Linked DNA regions of Mus musculus: region 1 is linked to region 2. Evidence: chromatin contacts called from public promoter capture Hi-C data. All regions are on one chromosome and are shown on one strand. Each heading gives the region's core, a stretch centred on a gene start, on an enhancer-like site or on the middle of the called end of the contact. The rest is flanking DNA. Distances are from core to core; before and after follow the strand shown.

Evidence for each region. Promoter capture Hi-C pulls out the DNA fragments that hold promoters and counts their contacts.
Region 1: a promoter capture Hi-C map of hippocampal neurons shows a contact between it and region 2, with 3 times the contacts expected there. The contact joins two enhancer-like sites. A contact is called at or near these places in 5 of 39 promoter capture datasets (cranial neural crest, frontonasal cranial neural crest, hippocampal neurons and 2 more).

The regions. Positions count from the first base shown.
Region 1 is chr7:6,395,405-6,401,305 of GRCm38.p6, forward strand. Zfp28 (zinc finger protein 28) reads left to right here. Exons shown (of 7, transcript NM_175247.3): 7 at 1-1,233. Among named protein-coding and RNA genes, the nearest start is that of Zfp28, 15 kb to the left of the region's middle. Within about 2 kb of position 3,282, at least 170 of the 459 cell types and tissues checked have an H3K27ac peak or open chromatin away from gene starts, as enhancers often do. A contact at or near this core is called in hippocampal neurons and second pharyngeal arch cranial neural crest, where this site is marked.
Region 2 is chr7:12,908,861-12,915,458 of GRCm38.p6, forward strand. Zscan22 (zinc finger and SCAN domain containing 22) reads left to right here. Exons shown (of 3, transcript NM_001290436.1): 3 at 1-223. Among named protein-coding and RNA genes, the nearest start is that of Rps5, 10 kb to the right of the region's middle. Within about 2 kb of position 1,726, at least 302 of the 459 cell types and tissues checked have an H3K27ac peak or open chromatin away from gene starts, as enhancers often do. A contact at or near this core is called in hippocampal neurons and second pharyngeal arch cranial neural crest, where this site is marked.

The sequences.
Region 1 (5,901 bases), core at 2,032-4,531, 6.5 Mb before region 2:
AACTTGGTTCTAAGCCAAGGGTATGGTGCGCTCACCTGCAATCCTAGAGTTCATGGATTCAAGGCCAGCTCTAGGCAACTTAGTGAGACCCTATCTCAAAATCAAAACAAAACAGCTGATCCTATAGTGCTGAACTGTATCATGGCTTTGGATTTGAACTGCATGATTATAAGGTAAGCGCTCTTAGTGAGGAGCTTACACTGTACACTTGGCAATAGCCTTAAAGGATAGTCAGCCTAAGTGTATGTAGGCTACTTGGAACAAATCAATCAAAATAATTGGGAAAATGCAAGGTTTTATACCCAGGAAGTTAAATCTCCCAACAAATAAAACTGAAGGATTTGATCTATAGAAAGTCACGGGTTTGTGAATGCATTCTTGGTAAACTTCTAAAGAAGTGTTAACTCTGGGGTAAACTGAGCTACAGTAGAGGGCAGCAAACTAACTTGCAGTCAGACTCTCACTGATTCCTTTTGGAGGGCCCATAATTTAAATTTATGAAGATATGTTTATGTGGTTTTAAATTGGACGAATATTTTCAACATAATTATGTGAAATTTACATCTCAGTGAAGTATTGGCATGAAGGCACAAGTTTACTTACATACTTTTTGTGGTGCTTCTGTCTACAAAGGGAAAGTTGTCCTGTGATGAAGACCATTTGACTCAGAGAGGAAAAAAAGACAATACCTGACTCTTTATGGAGAATGTTTGCTTAACTGTGCAAAAACAGTTGTCCTGTTTTTGTAAATAGAGTTTTATTGAGCCACACCCAGGCACTGGTTTACCAAACCCTTTGGTTAGTTGTTTACAGTGGCAGAATTGAGTAGCTGCACTGGAGACTTTCTGACCCTATAGAGACACAAATACTTAGAGCTGAAGAGTAGAGGAGAGTGTACAAAGGTTTCTAACCCCTCCCACCGCAATAATAAGCCCTGACCAAAAAACAAACTAAACCAAACAAGCCATACAACAACAAAACCCCCAAGAATATTAGGCCAATGCAATGACTCAGCAGGTAAAGGTACCTCTTGCCAATCCTGATGACCCGAATTTAATCCTTGCAATTCAGGTGGTAGAAGGAGAGAACTAATTCAGGAGAGTCCTCCAAACTTCACACAAGTGCTATCACATGCGTACCCCAAACACATACAGTAGATATTTAAAATACAGCTTATAAATCAATTTATGAAGAGATGAAAATATTAAATGAAATAAAGTCTATAAAAGAGAAGTATATGTAGAAGTATTATTAAAATGTTTATAAGTTATCTTTCCAAAAACAGAGTCTCATGAAAGATATGTGGCCAACTTCAGGAAACAATTAGGCAAAAACATAAAGGATTAGTTTTTTAGAAAGATCTGTTTATTTGTTTATTGATCGATTTATTTCGAGGCAGGGTCTTTCTTTGTAGTCTTGGCTGTCCTGGAACTTGCTATGTAGACTAGGCTATCTTTGAATTCACTGTCTCTGCCTCCCAAGTACTGTGATTAAAGGTATGCACCACCAGGCATGGTTTTGTGTGTGTGTGTGTGTGTGTGTGTGTGTGTGTGTGAGAGAGGGGGGGGGGAGAGAGGGAGAGAACCACGTGTATTTGTGTACCCTCAGAGGCGTGTGTGTGTGTGTGTGTGTGTGTGTGTGTGAGAGAGAGAGAGAGGGGGGGGGGAGAGAACCACGTGTATTTGTGTTGTGTACCCTCAGAGGCCAGGAGAGCACTAGATCCTCAGGAGAGCAACTCAGCACAGGAATTTAAAAAAATTAAATATGCTAATTTAATCTAAAGATATTCTTATTTAATACATGCTAATGAATGACAGGAGGCAAAAGTTCAGTCTCCTTTCACTTTGTTACTGTGAGAACAGCAAGCCTTGTATCTGTAGTATAGACACTGCAGTTCATAGCATACACATCTCAAGTCTCAGTTGATGTTGGCACCGTGTGGTGTAGCAGCATCCATAGAACAAAGTACACGTTAGGTATTCAGAGCCAAGGCTGCAATGGAACTGTGTAATGCGACATGGGAGATTGCTACCAGAAAGACCTCATACATGTTGAAATCTGAATTTTTAGTTGTACATTCAGAAGCTTACTGTTGTTTGCATCTTCTTCAGTGTTTATGGTCAGCTAGGCAGCTTAAGAAGCTGAAGTTTGGAGTTTACTGGGGCTTATGGTACATGGACTGTTCAGAACATCCCTGGTGTGTCTGCGCTTTTAGGGGAAAGTCAGCTACTATAGTTGCACACTCAAGGTATGCCCATGTTTACATAAAGGTAGTCTATTTGGCTGTTTTGACTGACAGTCCTTTTGCTTAAAGTAGTCAGGCAGCAAGAGAGGGAGGGGGAGGAGAGGGAGAGGGGAGCTGCCATCTGGAGGCTCAAATTTCCACATCCAACATCTTTGCCAAGTAACAAGAAAATTAACAACACTGGAGGTGTTTCTATGAATTTAAACAACTTTACATTAATAGTAGTAATGACTTTTGTTTGTATATTTGTTTCTTTTTTGAGACAGAATCTCTACATAGCCCTGGTTGTCCTGGAACTCACACTATGTGGACCAGGCTCACCTGAAACTCAGAGATCAGCCTGCCTAATTTTGTCTCCTGATTGCTGGGATTAAAGGTTTGTGCTTCCATGCCCAGCTAGTAGTGACTTTAAGAGTATGCTTTAATTATGTGAACATCTGCCTGGAGCATAAGAGACAGGTGGGTCATCATCTGTTCTGAAGCTCCTATGTGTCAAACACTTTTGTCACCGAAAATAAAGCCCCGAATAGGGTGAAGATGTGTAGTCTTGGGATGTTCAGCCTCGTAGACCTGGGGATTAGGGTGGGTTATGTCAGGAAGCTAAAGCATGAAATGGGTTACGCATTGAAATCACAAGTACACAAATCATAATCAAGTATTTTCCTCCTATCTTTTACTCTGTGTCCCCGATGCCTTCTAAATCTCACTCACTGCCCTCAGCTGTCTTCTACTGCAGAAGCCACAGCCGCCTCCTTGGCTTTAAAGCTTCTCATTTTAATTATATCCAGGCCTCATCTTCGCAAGCTGATAGTCACCTCTGAGCCGGTGTTCTATGGTCCGCCCTTCTTCTAGACTCAGACACGAGGCTGTGTGGTTTCTATTGACTGTATTCTAAAACGGGGGACATCAACTAGGGAAAGAGTGGCGACCAATTGACCTACTGAAGAGGCTTCTTGTCATTCTCTTGTGAAAACCTTGATCTAGATTCGCCGAGCGAGGACTACATTTCCCAAGTGCCATTGCGAGGGATCACTCGCCCACCTCCGGTATAAACCGGAAGTCACTGATACTTCAGCCCAGTCTTGGTGGATGTGGGATGGAAGTTAGACCTGGGTAAACTGCCAAGATTGGTGTCCTGGTCGGCGCAAGTGTGGTCTGGCATCCGTGGAACTGACACATGTGTTTTGTGTGAATGTGGGGATGTGGGTCTGTCTGGAAGGAGGCTGCGGGGAAGTGTGAAACGGGATGCATGGTGGAAGGGGCATGTGCCACCCGGCTTGCTTTCAAGTCCCAGCAGAGGGATGGTTGTGTGTACTGGAATGAGTGAAACACTTGAAAGCGGTTGAGGCGATACTCTTTCACTATCAGATGCGTGGCTTCAGGTGTCAAACTCCAGAATCCAGAGACAGTGTGCAGGCAGCTGAAGTATTTCTTGCTTGACCTTTCTGGAAGAGATAGAGCTCAGGACTCTTCTAGAAGCAATCACTACTTAGGTAAAAATGACAGATAGTTTGGGTCTGGCTAAAATAGCAAAAAGTCGAGATTTGAGGAAGATGTAATTTGCAGTGCCAAGTCTAGAGGGTGTCGGTGGTCTCCAGTGCTGGTAAACTCGTCTGAAGATTTGGAAGCCACTGATTTATACTATGGATCCAAGTTCAGGAGGGACCTTGACTTGCCCAGAGCTACTTAACCGGGCTCTGCTACATTCCTTTAGGGTGCTGCATACCAGCATTTCGTTTTTCACCTGTCAGGTCCTTGTCCTGTCTCGATAGACTAAGACTTTGGGTTGGAGAGGAGGCTCACAGCTCTATTTAGAAATGTCAGGGGATTCCAAGCTTTGATTCTGTGCAAGAATGTATTCACCTTTCCCTTGCTTCCTTTCTCTCACCGCCCATCCTAGTGACAAAGAGGGAGGGGAGAAGAATTGCTGTTCACAGTCCTCTGAGCCACTTAGAGTGTTCCATTCATTCCAGCACACTATGCTTGCTTCCCTGGACAGAGGTACAACAGCTAATGTTTATTGAGTGCTTATTATGTGACAGACACAGGCTGGGTCTCTAAGACCTTTGGGGAGTATTAATAGAAGAGTGTGAAATTAGGAAATACTTAGTCTTTTTTTTTTTTTTTTAAACAGATGAGGACTTTGAAGCACAAAGGGGACAAATAATCACCAGGAAGTAGAAGAGGCAGGATTCAGAGTCAGCAAGTGATGACTGCAGCATCCACTCTTCTTGCTGTCATGAACTCCCCGCAGGGTCTGTACAAGGTAGAGATTGTTAACACCCTTTGACAGCTGTGCCAGATGGTTAAGTAACATCAAGAGTTCTGTCTTCAAACTTCCACTCCAGGAGTTTTTGTTTTTTATATCTGGTGGTTTGATATGCTTGGCCCAGGGAGTGGCACTATTGGTGTGGCCCTGTTAGAGTAGGTGTGGCCTTGTTGGAGTATGTGTGTTACTGTGGCTTGAAGTGTGTCACCCCAGCTTCCTGGAAGCCAGTATTCTGCTAGCAGCCTTCAGATGATGATGTAGAACTCCCAGCTCCTCCTGTACCATGCCTACTTGGATGCTGCCATGTTCCTGCTTTGGTGATATTTGACTGAACCTATGAACCTGTAAGCCAGCCCCAATTAAATGTTATAAGACTTGCCTTGGTCATGGTGTCTGTTCACAGCAGTAAAACCCTAACTAAGACAATGAATCTTAGTTCTCAGGTTAAATGGAGAATTCTAATATATTCTTCATAAGATTTTTGTAAGGATTAAATGAGCTCACACATACTAGGTGCCGTCCCTGCCACGTATAAATTCAGTTAAGTGTTCATTTTTATTATAATAATCTTTTGGAAAGGCCATGGAATTTATAATAAAGAAGTCAGAATCAGGGGCTGAGTAGATGTGTCAGCAGTTAAGGGCACTTGCTGCTCTTGTAGAGGATCTGGGTTCAATACCCAGCACCCACAGGGTGGCTTACCACCATCTGTAACTTCACTTCCAGGAGATCCAATGCTCTCTTCAGACATCCTTGGGCTTCTGCATGCACGTGGTGCACATAACACACATTCAGGAACACACACCTATACCATAAAATAAAGAAAGAATTTAAAAACTTTAGAATTAATTCAGCTTTGCTCCCCCTTCATAATGAAAGGAATGAGTCAGAGCGGGTAACAAGGGACCTCATCACAGCCCATTTGCTGTAAGGCGAACCGAGACCTGGGTCTCACGACACTTCTCTGAAACCACAGGGCTACTGTTGGAGCTTTGGGGGAACGTGGCTTCGGCATGAACTCACCTCTTCACATCCCGACCCGTTAGTTTCACGGGGAGGCATATTTTGTAGTGTCTACTTGAATGAAGAGGACTGGAGTCTGGCAGACTTAGCTTGGTGACTATTTCTCATTACATACTGGTTGTTTGATTTGTGAAAAGCTTTTCCAGAGGTTTCATACATAAAATGAGATATACATATAAAATAAGATAATTTTTAAAAATTATTATATTTTAAATATACAACGTACCTTAATGAATGGGTCTGGCTGAGGGGAAACATCGAGGGGTTGGTAGGTTGTTTTCAACCTGCAAATCTAGTGGGAGGGAATTCTCAGCTATATTTTTAGGTTTCCATTGAATACCTAGTCAGTTGGGTTCAGTCTCTT
Region 2 (6,598 bases), core at 476-2,975:
ACTTCACAAGGTTTTCTTTTCAGTCATGAATATACGTGAGCTACTATATTTACATCCATTAGCTTAATACATTTTGTTTTCCTGAGCCTTCCATGTCTCCTCTTGTGGCTTCACCTCATTGACTACACAAACAGACCCCACTCCCACCCCCAGGATAACTGCAGATTGGAATATTTCAATAAAAAGTAATAAAATCCTACCACATGGGCAGGGACTGCATACCAATTGGGCTTCTCCAACATCTGCATTTCCTTCTGTGTTGCCAGTGGAGGGAGTCCTCCAAGCAAAGGTTCACATTGCAGGCAGGCCAAACATAGGGCTGTTCCAGAGGTGCCAGATGAAGAGTATTTAGATAGGACTAAGAACCTTCCCCAGTTTGTAGGGCTGCAGATTCCTGTATCTGTGGTGCAGCTGTGCCATGAGGCAGTTTGGAAACAATGTGTAAACACAAAGTTCAGACTCACGGATCTCCTTTTCACAGAAGGTCAAGCCAGACTCACTGGCACCTACTGGGCTCTGATCTCTATAACAGCTATGAAGCCTTTAGTTCCAAGGCTGTCAGACCCAGCACCAAGAGCTGTAACACAGGCTACATTGGAGGACTGAGAAATCTCAATACCTAAGATTGCCTGTTCCATACAATGCCACCTGCCCCTGTGGGCTGAGGAATCCATACATTTAGACCTACAGGAGCTCTAGCAGTAAGGTGAAGACCCAACTTTTCACAAAGGGTGATAACACTAGGGGGCGCTGGTCTGTAGCTGTTTTTACACAGGGCTTGAAAATTAGCTGCAGGCAAGCACGGAAGGAAACCTGCTATCAAGCCCTTGAGTCTATCTGTAGAGCAGAAGCACCACAATAGGTTGGTGGTTTACACAAAATTGCCTAGTCCAAGGCTACCCCACCTGTCTGGTCACGGGCCATCTTCACCCCTACTGACTGTTCCCAAGCTTCAGCCTAGGCTGGCTATGGGGGCTATGTAGGACAGGATACGGCTGTCCTTTTTGTGCAGGCGCGAGTCCCTTCTGCACATGTGTGTGTGTCTTCATTGTCTCTCAATGGACACTTGGAGCTACAGTGTCAGACGCTACCCTTATGGGAAAAGCAGCCAAGAAACATTTAAGAAAGAAATGACCTGAAGGACATGTTCCTGAGACTAGCTCTAGAACTTTCAGGGAGGGAGGCAATAGGTTCCTCCAGCCTCTTTGAGGTGAGGACATTGAAGCAGACAGAAAATGCCTTAAGCCGACTGGAAAGGGAAACAGCAAGTTACAAAGGCCTGGAAAGTGGGTAATGTCCCGGCGTACGCCAAGAAGTGTGCTCGGCTCTAAGAGCCTTAGACTACCATGACTGGTAATAGGTTGGGCTCCCTTCATGAGTTTCAGTCTCCCAGCCACTATAGGATCCAGGAAGGCGTCAGATCTGCACGGAACTAGATAGGCAAAGAGAAAACGCTGCAGAACTGTAGGGAAAGGCAGGAACCGGAAGTGTGCTGTTTCTTATCTCTTCCCTAATCTTACGGTCCGGGAAGGAATGGCAGCACCATTAAGGGCCTGAAGGACTCCGTCTTGGAGACCAGAGCTGCAGGACTAGGCAGAATGTCTCGTTCTCATCGGTGGCTTCCAGCTCGAAACCAGAAGCGGACACATCCTTTTCCCCTCCGTCTCTTAAGTGTTGGGACGGGACCAAAAGCGGGGTAGGGGCACAGCGCAAGGCCTCGTGGGAAACGTAGTACTATTACATCCCTCCTGTGTTATGGCAACAGAGTTAGACGCACCTCCCACCCCCACTCCCCAGTGGGCTATTAACCTTCCTTAGTAAGGAGATAGTAACCGCAGAAACGGTCTACCACTCTCCCACCAAGCTCAAGTTAACGTTGAAAGACTTTTTTTTTCTTTTTTAAGATTTATTTATTTTGCCAGGCAGTGGTGGCACATTCCTTTAATCCCAGCACTTGAGCACTTGGGAGGCAGAGGCAGGTGGATTTCTGATTTCGAGGCCAGCCTGGTCTACAGAGTGAGTTCCAGGACAGCCAGGGCTACACAGAGAAACCCTGTCTCGAAAAACTCAAAAAAAAAAAAAAAATTATTTATTTTATGTGTGTGAGTACATTGCACTGTCTTCAGACACACCAGAAGAGGGCATCAGATCCCACTACAGATGGTTGTGAGCCACTTTGTGGTTGCTGAGAATTGAAAGCAGTCAGTGCTCTTAATCACTGAGCCATCACTCCAGCCCATGTTGAAAGACTATTGAAAAGCCCTAAAATGTCCCAGTGAGTGTGCCACCCTCCAGGCTAGTGAAATCCTGGCTCTAGAAGTGGAATTGACCACTGAGTATCAAAGTTCACTCGGTAACTATATGTGCATCCTGCATGAAGAAGAACCAACCCTCGCCCCGTGGTGTGAAACCTATTCTCCTGGTCTTGGATAGAATGACCTGGTCAAGCCAACTGCCTTTTGTTGGTTTTCATAACATCCTCCATCTATCCTATAATTTTTACCTTCATCTGATTTTGTTGTTTTGAAACAAGATCTCATATAGCCCAGACTGGCTAAGAATATTGAGAGCTGGGCCTAAAGAGATGGCTCAGTGGTTAAAAGCACTGGCTGCTTTTCCAGAGGGCATGGGTATGTTTTCCAACACCTTCATGGTGGATCACAACCATTCATAACTCCAGTTACAGGAATCCATTATCAACTTATGATACCTCTATGAGCATCAAGCAGGCATATGGTATCCATACATTCAAGAAAAATACACACCAACTTAAAATAAAATAAAATAAGGGCTGGTGAGATGGCTTAATGGCTAAGAGCACTGGCTGCTCTTCCAGAAGTCATGAGTTCAATTCCCAGCAACCACATGGTGGCTCACAACCATCTATAGGGGGATCTGATGCCTCTTCAGGCAGGCTGAGGTATATGCAACAGAGCACTCATGCATTAAATAAATAACTTTTCTAAAATAAAAATAAAAATCACACACACACAAAAAGCATTTTGAAAGCTATAAGATGCTGGGCGTGGTGGTGCACGCCTTTAATCCCAGCACTTGGGAGGCAGAGGCAGTCGGATTTCTGAGTTCGAGGCCAGCCTGGTCTACAAAGTGAGTTCCAGGACAGCCAGGACAGCCAGGGCTACACCGAGAAACACTGTCTCGAAAAACCAAAAAAAAAAAAAAAAGCTATAAGACAAGGAGAAGCTGAAGTCAGTAGGCCAGGTGGTTAGAAGACACCACCTTGCATCTGTATTCGTTTCCCTAGTAACACACACTGTCTTCATCTTAGTAAAGACTCATTTTGGAATTCTGACTTCTGTGTGTTGTTTTTATCTGTTATACTTTGTCACTCTGGCAAACAGGAAACTGCTCATGGAGCATTTGGGGAAGAGCTTTGTCTCCTCTCCTCTCCTACCTCCCCACCCCCCTGCTGGGTTTCTAAAACAGAGTAACCCTCTTTATCTTATGCTACCCTCAAACTCATCATCCTCCTGCCACAGCTTCCTAAGCCCTGTGACTACGTATGCATCCATGGCCGACTCCAATCATTCATTTATGGGTTCGTTGTTCTATTTTATATTTTATATTTATTTAGTGGAAGGTAGCGGCACACACACGATAGGCCCTAGAACCCTAGAGCACCTGTGGAGGTAGGAGAAACTTGTGGGAGTTGATCCTCTCCTACCACCATGTAAGTTCACACTATCAAATTCAGGCCATCATACTAAGTATTTACCTGCTAAGCCAATTTGCCAATAATCCTTTGAGCAAGGAAAGCCACACACCCAGTTGTCCTGGTATTTATGTTTGTGATTCCAGTATTTAATGCTGGTCTTACTTTTTTTTTTTTTTTTTTTTGGTTTTTCAAGACAAGGTTTCTCTGTATAGCCCTGGCTGTCCTGGAACTCATGTTGTAGACCAGGCTGGCCTCGAACTCAGAAATCCACCTGCCTCTGCCTCCCGAGTGGTGGGATTAAAGGCGTGCACCACCACGCCCGGCTAGTCTTACATTTTTAATATTGCCTATTCCCATTTTCCTAAGTAAGTAAATTTATGTAAATCTGTGGTTCTCAACCTGGGGACAGTTCTGTTTTCTAGGGTACAGTTGTTCATGTCTAGAGGTACTGGAAGCTGTGGTGGGGCAGGGAACACTACTAGTATTTTGTAGATGGAGGCCAGAGATACTGCTAAGCATCCTGGAATGTACAGGATAGACCTAGCCATAAATGCAGTGTGCTGAGCTAGAAAACCCAGTGAGGAGCTGGGGTCCAGGCTGCTTGGTAGAATGCTTGCCTACCGTGCACAAACCCCTGACCCCACACTTAGGAAGAGGAGGCAGAATAATCAGAAATTCAAGGTCAGCCTCAGCTTCATAGGAAGTTTGAGGCCGGACTGGGCTTCATAGGTCTGTCTCAATAAAACCAAAATATAAATTGTTATCTCTGCGGACGAAATACGCCAATTCATACAGAATTAAAAAGTATAAAGGCCGGTTTACTGGGGCAGCTTTCCAGTGGGTTCACCAGTCCCAAGGAATGAGGCCAGGGAAGTTATCGTGCGAGGCAGGGAGACAAAGGAGAGGGCGCCAAAATGTCTGGATTATATAGTGAAGAGCTTCTTGGGGAGAGGAAGCCTAGCCCCTGGGGTTGGAAAGTTCAGGTAAGAATGTGGGGTGTGCCAGCCATGTCCTAAATAGGTAGGGATTGAGGGATGCTGGAAGAACTTGGAGGCCAGGTCCTCTTTGCCTCTTTGCCTATTAAGGCATCCCAGCCCCTTGTCCTGGGTCTGAAACCCAACATAAGTAAATATGGGGTAGGGTATATGTATGTTCTTAAGATCTTATTTATTATGCAGTGTTCTGCCTGAATGTGTGCCTGCAGGCCAGAAGAGGGCACCACATATCATTATAGATGTTCATGAGCCACACCATGTAATTGCTAGGAATTGAAATTTGGACCTCTGGAAGAGCAGCCAGTGCTCTTAAACTCTGAGCCATCTCTCCAGCCACTTGACTGTTCTTCTAAGTGAATTCAAATAGCCCTAAGAGGTCAGCAAGATAATTGTTTTAAGATGTTTGTTGCTGAGCCTGACAACCTAAGTTAAATCCCCAACCTACATAATGCAAGGAGAGAGCTCTCCAGGATGCAGTCCTCTGCCCTCCACACATGCCTCCCTAGAAGCAAATAAATAAGTAAAGATAATTTTTAAAACGGAAAAAAATGTCGGGCGGTGGTGGCTCACACCTTTAATCCCAGCACTCGGGAGGCAGAGGCAGGCAGATTTCTGAGTTCGAGGCCAGCCTGGTCTACAAAGTGAGTTCCAGGACAACCAGGACTATACAGAGAAACCCTGTCTCGAAAAAACAAAAACAAAAACAAAAAAAACCAAAAACAAAAACAACCATATATTTTAAGATTGTATTTAAAAAACAGAACATGACAATTTACCAATATAATGTACATTACAGTCATTCTTGTCTACATATTGAGCTGAAAGCCAGGCTGGGCTATGAGACTCTGTTTCATGAAAACATCAACAACATAAAAGGGGTCACTTCCCAGCAACGGCAGTTAGAGGAAACATACATATGGACATTCAGTATATACCTACAGTATACACAGGCATTATCTTGTGGGGCTGTGGATGCCGCTCCATGTTAAGAGTGCTTATCTAGCATACAAAAGGCTCAGGACCAGTCGGGCATGGTGGTGCAGGCCTTTAACCCCAGCACTCGGGAAGCTGAGGCAGGTGGATTTCTGAGTTCAAGGCCAGCCTGATCTACAAAGTGAGTTCCAGGACAGCCAGGGCTATACTGAGAAACCGTGTCAAAAAAAAAAAAAAAAATGGCTCAGGACCCAAAACAAATTAAAAACGAACAACGAAAGACACCAGGCATGATCTTAGAGGAACGGCTCCTCTTCCTGGGCTCCTGGGCTCAACTGGGCGAGCAAGGCTCCAAAAAAATAAAATAAAATAATAATGATACTCAGATGACTGAGATAATCAAGTATGCTTCCAAAATGGAGGTTCTGAATCAATCGCTGGGGCCTGCTATGAAACAGAATAAATCTCCCACACCAGTCTGACAAAGAGCACCCCACCCCTTTAGAGCTAGGGCAGAGTGGGCTGAGAGAAACCAGAGCAGCAGAGCCTTGCAGTCAAATTCTGAAGCTGACTTGAGCATTCATGGCTCCTGCAGGCTTCTAGTGGTGGTGGTAATGAAGATGGAACTCAAAGTCTTGTTCGTGCTAGGACAGTGCTCTAACACCGAGCCACACCTCAGCCTCTCGCTGGTAGATTCTAAGCAGGTATTCCAGCACTGAGATTCATCCCCAGCCAATTCTGTTCACCCCAGTGTTCCAGTTGAGGGAAGCACTCCATCCCATTTGTCACCCCAGCAACATCACTCCTCCAGTCCTTTCCCAGTTCCACTGGCCACCCTAGCAACACGTGGTCCTAACTTACAGTTAAGTGAAGGGCCTTGAAGGGGCTTTAAAGCAAGTCTCCCAGCCACTGCACCTGTCTCTATGTATTTGTGTGAACTGTTCCTAGGGAGAGGTGAGAAACATCCACTCACTTTAGATAGGGCCCCAACAAC